2 separate regions of the Zea mays genome follow, and region 2 is linked to region 1. Evidence: chromatin contacts called from public Hi-C data. All regions are on one chromosome and are shown on one strand. Each heading gives the region's core, a stretch centred on a gene start, on an enhancer-like site or on the middle of the called end of the contact. The rest is flanking DNA. Distances are from core to core; before and after follow the strand shown. Region 1 holds the start of LOC100274139. Region 2 holds the start of LOC103638537 (Extra-large G-protein-like).

Region 1 (3,476 bases), core at 878-3,377:
CATTCATTATCATGCTGACACTACTAGTTTCCTGGCAACAGAACTCTGAACAAGTCAGGACACACAAGCATAAAGTAACTGAAATAAGCAAACTCTGAAAGCTCAACAACAAAGTGTGCAAAAAAATGCAAACATCATGTGAAAAGAATCTTCCTTTGAGATGTAATTCAATAAATGAATAGTGCAAGGAATAGACCGGCGGAGATAGACGGTAGGCGATCTGCTGCCCCAGCCCATGCCAGAACAACAACGGAGGCAGCACATCAATAGGATCTGCCGTCGAAACAAGGACGCTGCTCCCAGCGGAGATCAATCTCCCTGAGGCATGCGATGTGGAAGTGATGTCTTGTGGTCGAGCATAATCTTAAAATGCATGATGTATTCACTATTCAGACGATAAATGGTGGTACATGTGAGGTAACTGCCTAAGGTTATAGTAGAAACAAACCCAAACTCCCTCCAATGCTTAAATTATAATTAGTTAACTATTTCAATAGCACTTGTGCACTTAAAAGTCTTTGATTCACTAATACAAAGAAAATCCTGAAATGGAATTTCCTTCAAGGCATGGTACAGAGCATAATAGGAAATGAAATAGGAATTCTATCATGGAATGGTGTTAAGCATAAAAGAATGAGCATTTCAGTCAGCAGACAAATTGCACACCTAAACAAAATCCCAGTCGTGACAATTTTCAAGTTTCCCATTATCTGATAGGTAGATGGGTCAACATAGGTCAATGTCGCAAACTGGACATTGTTGTGGATGAGGTATATAACTGAAGGAACAACATATAGTCGCACGCTCCTCCATTCCTTTGTCATCCTTGGTGGAGATGAAGAATGGCATTCCTTCCAGAGGAAGAAGCCTGAGACAGATAACTGCACCAAGAATAGCGCAATGTTAGCACAATAAATGATGAACCACTGCACCGTCTACACATGTATTCATCATTATGATTAAAAATGGGTATGAGGCTATCAAAGATTAAATATAAATTATTTACCTTGAAGAGCTCAGCTAAAAAAGGAATTGTGGCATAATCATAATTGTATTTGCCATTGCTCTGGGAAAGGGTGGTCAATATTCCCTGCATATATAGATAAGCTGATTAGACACATTGGAACTAAAAATCTAAAACAAATCATGTGCAGCTTTCCAAGCCTGTCCAACATTGGTTGAGATGGTTTAAACATGTCCAACGAAGACCTCCAGAGACATCAGCGTGCAGTGGGTTCTACGGCACAATAGCAATAAGAAGAGAGCAGAGAGGGTTTTTTTCTGGCTCCGTCCCTGGAAGGGAGGGGGAGAAAGAACCAAGTTGACATAGGAAGAGGCAGTAAAAGAAGACTTGAAAGGATGGGATATACAAAAAAAAGAGTGTTGAATAGAAGTGCATGAAAATCAGTTATCCATGTCTCCAAACTTTGACTTGTGGGTTCTATTGGATTTTTAATCCTAGCCAGCCCCAACTTGTTTGGGATAAAAAGCTTTGTTGTTGTTGTTGTGCAACTTTCCAATCCTGTTTAACCATGGCTTGATGCTGCCAAAAGTCCTTAGCTCTAGTCTGCAGTCCTGCACATGATCATGTTCCCTCACTTGAGAGAGATTTCCACAGCACAGCATCACAAGCATGTCATTTCTCATTCCACAATTCCACCAAATCATCCCATGTATCTCACCAGATAACCAATACCAAGCTTCTCGACGACAATCAATCTGCCCTGGAATCCAGGGTAACAATCACGAGTCATCTGAACCGCGTCTTTCTTCACAAAGGGTATGGCGACTCCGCTCGAAAACATAAACTGCCGATCCAGCAACCTAGGACGCCTAATCCACAGTGCATCTCATCAAAGACCCAAATGGGAAGCAACCGAAAGTTCACAACCAATCCCAGCTTGGCGACAGATCTAAGACACTATGGTGTAATCGAAGCAAACCAAAAAGCAAGGAAGGGGAATCGACGAAATATGTAGGGTTTGGGGGATTGCCTGGGAGCTGGTGAGGATGGTGAGGAGCGCGGCCACCAAGTACCACTGCATCGTCGTCTCCGCCGCCGCCGCCGTCCAGTTCTCTCCCTCTCTCTTTGTCTTCTACGGGATTGGAGGTGGGCGGCATTCGGCAGGGCAGCACTATCTTCTACGGGATTGGAGGTGGGCTGCACATTTTGAGTTCGGTCATGTTGGCCCTACGAGGCTACTACATTCAATTCTGCCAAAATAACTATAGATTAGTAGGTAGTTGCTCTTAATTTAATTTGCAACCACGTACAAAATATTCGAAAAAACCAGTGAGAGGGAGAGTGAAATAGGAACGAATGCAAGTGTACCGTACAAAAAACATATAATATATACAACATCTAGAATGTAAATAGTAGCTAGTAAGTTTAGAAGAATTTCTATATATCAAAGACGGACGGAAAACTGAACTTCTGTGTGTCCACGTCATCCTTTCTCACCTCAGTCACACGATTCTCCTTTAACGGCCAGTGCTCCTTCAACAGCCATCGTCCCAGGATAGGACGAATTTTGGCTTCTCCACACGACGGAAGCATTCTAGAAGACGCGATTGGAAAAAAGAAAACCCGTTTGTATGACCATCGTCGTTTCGGTTGCTCGGATGGGGAGTGGCACTGAAACTGAATCAATGGCAGCGACGGGGACGTGCTTTGTTCCGCTAGCCTGGTGGCAGCGCTCTTCTTCGACGGAGCGGAGGCGGCAGGGAATACCGGAGGCCAGCCACTGACGCTGAGGCAGTGCCGTTGGCAGCTACATGCGACGGCACCAGGTGCGTAACCACCTCAAACGGCTCAACAAGGCCCCGCTCGCCACCATTGAGGTACTGTTGTTTGTCTCCTCCACCGCGCGACCATGCGTTTTGCATTTCCTCGGTTTCAGTTATTGTAAGAGTTGTAGTAAATGTGAATCCAAGTGAATCGATTCCATGGGTGGGAAAAGGTGCTGCATTTGGTATGGAAGTAGGAGCCCGACAAAGATGCCTCTTTCGATAAAGGGTTCTGAAAGAGTTGTTCTCTCTATTTTTTGAGAAAAACTAACGATCTCAAATTTGTCCTTGGTCCACCTTAGAATATAATGTTTTCCACGCATCCATATTCAGCTGTGTTTTGGAGAGAAAAAAGAAGCACTTACAACTGACCTAGCCCTCGTTGGCCAATGTTTTTATTGTTTTGTGTTGTTGAAAGTGACATGAAAAGGCTCGTATGTTCTAACCATGCTTTGTTCCCAACAAAATATGTAATGAATGTAATCTAATCACTCTATAATGTTAGCTTGCTGCCTTTGGTGCCCAAAAACAAAGCTTGCTTGCTGATTTGGCGCTGCCTAAAAATGGAAAAACTGTGTTATATGACGCTTAGGATGTCTAATCTGTTTCAATTTGTTCATCACTTGATAGTAGTTTATTATAGTACTTCAACCTTATTTCTTTTAAATCCTTTTAGCACAAAGGACCTA
Region 2 (3,273 bases), core at 182-2,681, 730 kb after region 1:
CTGTTCTCTTACGCTTGATGAAGGTTATGTACTCCTATGTACTAATCTACCCCTAGCCGCGAGAAAGAACAGACGGTGCCCGCGCAGCGGACTGCCTCCTGGTGCCCGTCGCCGTAGCCACGGCGGTCACCACGATCACCGCCGCCACTCCAGCGAACCGACAAGACGTCGCCGCGCCGGTACCCGCGTCCGTGCCCGCGCGGCCGCGCGCGGGGTACGCCAACTCGCCGGCGGCGGAGTGCGCATCCTGGCGGGGCGGTTCGTGAAGACGGTGCTGCGGACGCCGCAGCTGTTCGCGGCGCGGATGGCGCAGTCGGTGCTGGTCGGCGCGTTCCTCGGCAGCATCGTCCTGGGCACCACCGACCTGCAGTCCCGCCTCGGCTTCTTCGCCTTCAACCTCACCTACCTGCTCACCTCCACCACCGAGGCCCTGCCCGTGTTCCTCCACGAGCGCCGCATCCTGGAGCGGGAGACCTCCCGCGGCGCCTACCGCGTGTCCTCGTACGTCACCTCCAACGCCGCCGTCTTCCTGCCGTTCCTCCTCGCCGCGGCGGTGCTGTACGCGGCGCCCGTGTACTGGCTCGTGGGCCTGGCGCGCGAGCCCGCCGCCTTCGCCTACTGCGCGCTCGTCGTCTGGCGCGTTCGAGGCCCTGTGGTGAACGAGTACAGCGGCGCGCGCGGCGCCAGGGAGTGCCTCGCCTCGGCCGGCGGCGCGGGGGGACTCTGCGTGCTCGACGGCGCGGGGCTGCTACGGCAGCAGGGGATGAGGGAGCGCATGCGGTGGAGCAGCTTGGGCGTCATGCTCGGCTTCGTGGTCGGGTACAGGGTGCTCTGCTTCGTCATCCTCTCCTTCAGGTGCCACCGCACGGGGAGGTGAGTACGGGAGAAAGGCCGGAAACCATGCCAGTGGCGGACATTTGGCCATTGGCATGCAAGCAAACTGCAAATAGTACTGATTGGATTTCACCTCATTCTCCTCCTTCCTTTTCGTGATTTTATCGACGAGACATCGATTCGAATTAGGCAAGTGAGGCTCAGTTTGGTCTGCAATGGTGCGTGTCGTGCAGGCTCGCCAGTGCGACGACGGCGGCGAGCAGCAGGCACAAACGCCTGGGCTGAAGCTACTGGTGGAGGACGCGAAGCGCGAGCACGGCGTCAGGTACGTGTACGTGTGGCACGCCATGGCGGGGTACCGGGGCGGCGTGAAGCTGGCGGCGGAGGGGATGGAGCACTACGAGAGCGCGCTGGGCTGGGGCTGGCTACAGCAGCGCCGGCAGGGACAAAATTGACTTTTACCGTAGCTCATAAAAAGTTACAGAGGGTGAAAGATTAATAGTTCCAATCTGGCGTGGATGTGTGCTTCATAATACCAAACTAGTGAAGCACAGCTGCGGAGTAATAAACTGGCGAAGCCGCGTGACGAGAATGTTACAAACTCAAATAACTCCTCCTCTCCCCCGGCTTCAGCGGTTCAGCTCCTTCACATACTGACGTACACATCTCCTCGCCGAGGTTGCTCCGTCCGGTGGCCAGACCGTGGTTCTTGGCGCTCTTGGTTGGTCGGGGTCCTTGGCAACCGGACGTCTGGTGTTCCTGTTTCGACCTTGAACTTCTTGGGGGTGGGGTTTTGGGGGCGTCACCTCCCTGTTTGTTTCTTGGGTTGATGTGGCGGCGGCGCTTCCTGTGACCGGAGGGGCCAAGGAGGTGGGACTTTTTCGGTGAAGGGAAAACTGCGGGAATGGAAGGCGAGGCAGCGGCGGCCGAGGCGGTGGCGCGGATACGGCTGGTGCGGTGCCCCAAGTGCGACAAGTTCTTGCCAGAGCTGCCCGCCTACTCCGTCTACGTCTGCGGCGGATGCGGCGCCACTCTCCAAGGTGCGGTCTTACTCTTTCCTGCAAGCTAGCACAAGATTTGGTTTAATCCCCTGTACTCCGTTGCCCAGCAGTCCAGCATCCCAAATGGATTTCATCTCTGAGTGACTGACATCTGCAAGGCAGCAGGAGAGAGACTTAAAATTTCGGTTTGAATGCCTTCTCTGGTTTGTAGAACTAATGTAAACTTCTTTTTTGGAGAAAAAAATTACTTCACTTCTTATGGGCCAATGTAATATGCTAGACCTTTCAGGAATTGTTTAGTCCACCCCAGGAGCACAATCTAAACTTTTATTTTTTCCAAGAAAGCCTTACTCCATTTTTGCAGGATCAAGTTTGAATTTATGTTTCTTGGGAAATGTTTGCTCCATTTCTAGAAGCAAACGTAAACATTTCATTTGCTTTTAGGATAACTTAGGAACAAATTGAAATTCTTGATGTGTTTCTAAGTTATGTTCTGAAATTTTGTAGCCTCCTTTGAAGAGCATATTATCATCCTTCAGATTTGAAGTGGAAGAACCATGGCCCTATTTTCTTGCACACACAAAAAAGTAAAGCTGAAAATCTAGCCTGTGCCGTGTTGTGCTGGCGAGCGGATCCTCCGCTGTAAGTGCATAAGTGCAATGGGTCAGTGACGTGTGGGTCCGGCCTAGGCCTGAGCCCACACGTCAGTGACCAAATGTAACTGCGGAGGGTCTCCCTTCACCGTAAGGGCTTGTTCGGTTCAACCCCAATCTATATGGATTGAAGGGGATTGAGTCGGTTTCAATCCCTAGTAAGTCAAAATCCCTCCCAATCTATATCAATCCCCTCCAATCCATATGGAACGGAAATAACCGAACAAGCCTAATAGGGTCATTTGTAGCTGTTGTTACTTCTTAAATATATTGCATTGGGATTGAAAAAAACATAAGTTGAATTTGACCTATACATTGTAAATTAGTTGATTCAGTTATTTGCATACCCAATATACCCTACCATCAGAGTGATTAATTTAGGATTTTTGCTGCATTCTGGTGATTTAGTCCCCGGTTGTAGCTAAGGTTCCTTTTGAGGTCAACGAGGAGCCAAAGTAATGCCTTTGGCCAGTCTTGCAGAACTAGTCTTCTTTGGCTCATCGTTTTGAGCTCCTTTTTAAATATCACAATATGATTTGGTAGTCATTAGCATTCCTTTTTTAATGGCTAATTTAACTGTCATAAAGTGGAACAATAACATCTTCCTATGCTGAAAATTTTACAGCAAAGAAGAAGAATTCAGCCCAATCTTCAGATGATGCTGACAATGGAAATGTGAAATACCTTGAAGTACTGGAGTGTATTCCACAGGCATCTGCAAGAAAACATGGAGCTAGTACTACTGATAAGTCAGAAACCAGTAAGATTGCAGATGTACATAGCAA

The links. A called contact is a pair of places that touch in the nucleus more often than the background predicts.
Region 2: a Hi-C map of ear shows a contact between it and region 1, with 3 times the contacts expected there. The contact joins the promoter of LOC103638537 here to the promoter of LOC100274139 in region 1. A contact is called at or near these places in 2 of 25 Hi-C or Micro-C datasets (ear and tassel).

What each region holds. Positions count from the first base shown.
Region 1 is chr9:62,607,371-62,610,846 of Zm-B73-REFERENCE-NAM-5.0, forward strand. LOC100274139 reads right to left here and starts at 2,128. Exons shown (of 8, transcript NM_001148517.1): 1 at 1,995-2,128; 2 at 1,007-1,090; 3 at 667-881. The coding sequence starts at 2,045.
Region 2 is chr9:63,341,701-63,344,973 of Zm-B73-REFERENCE-NAM-5.0, forward strand. It overlaps LOC103638537 (Extra-large G-protein-like), which reads left to right and starts at 1,432. Exons shown (of 5, transcript XM_008661424.2): 1 at 1,432-1,874; 2 at 3,114-3,273. The coding sequence starts at 1,739.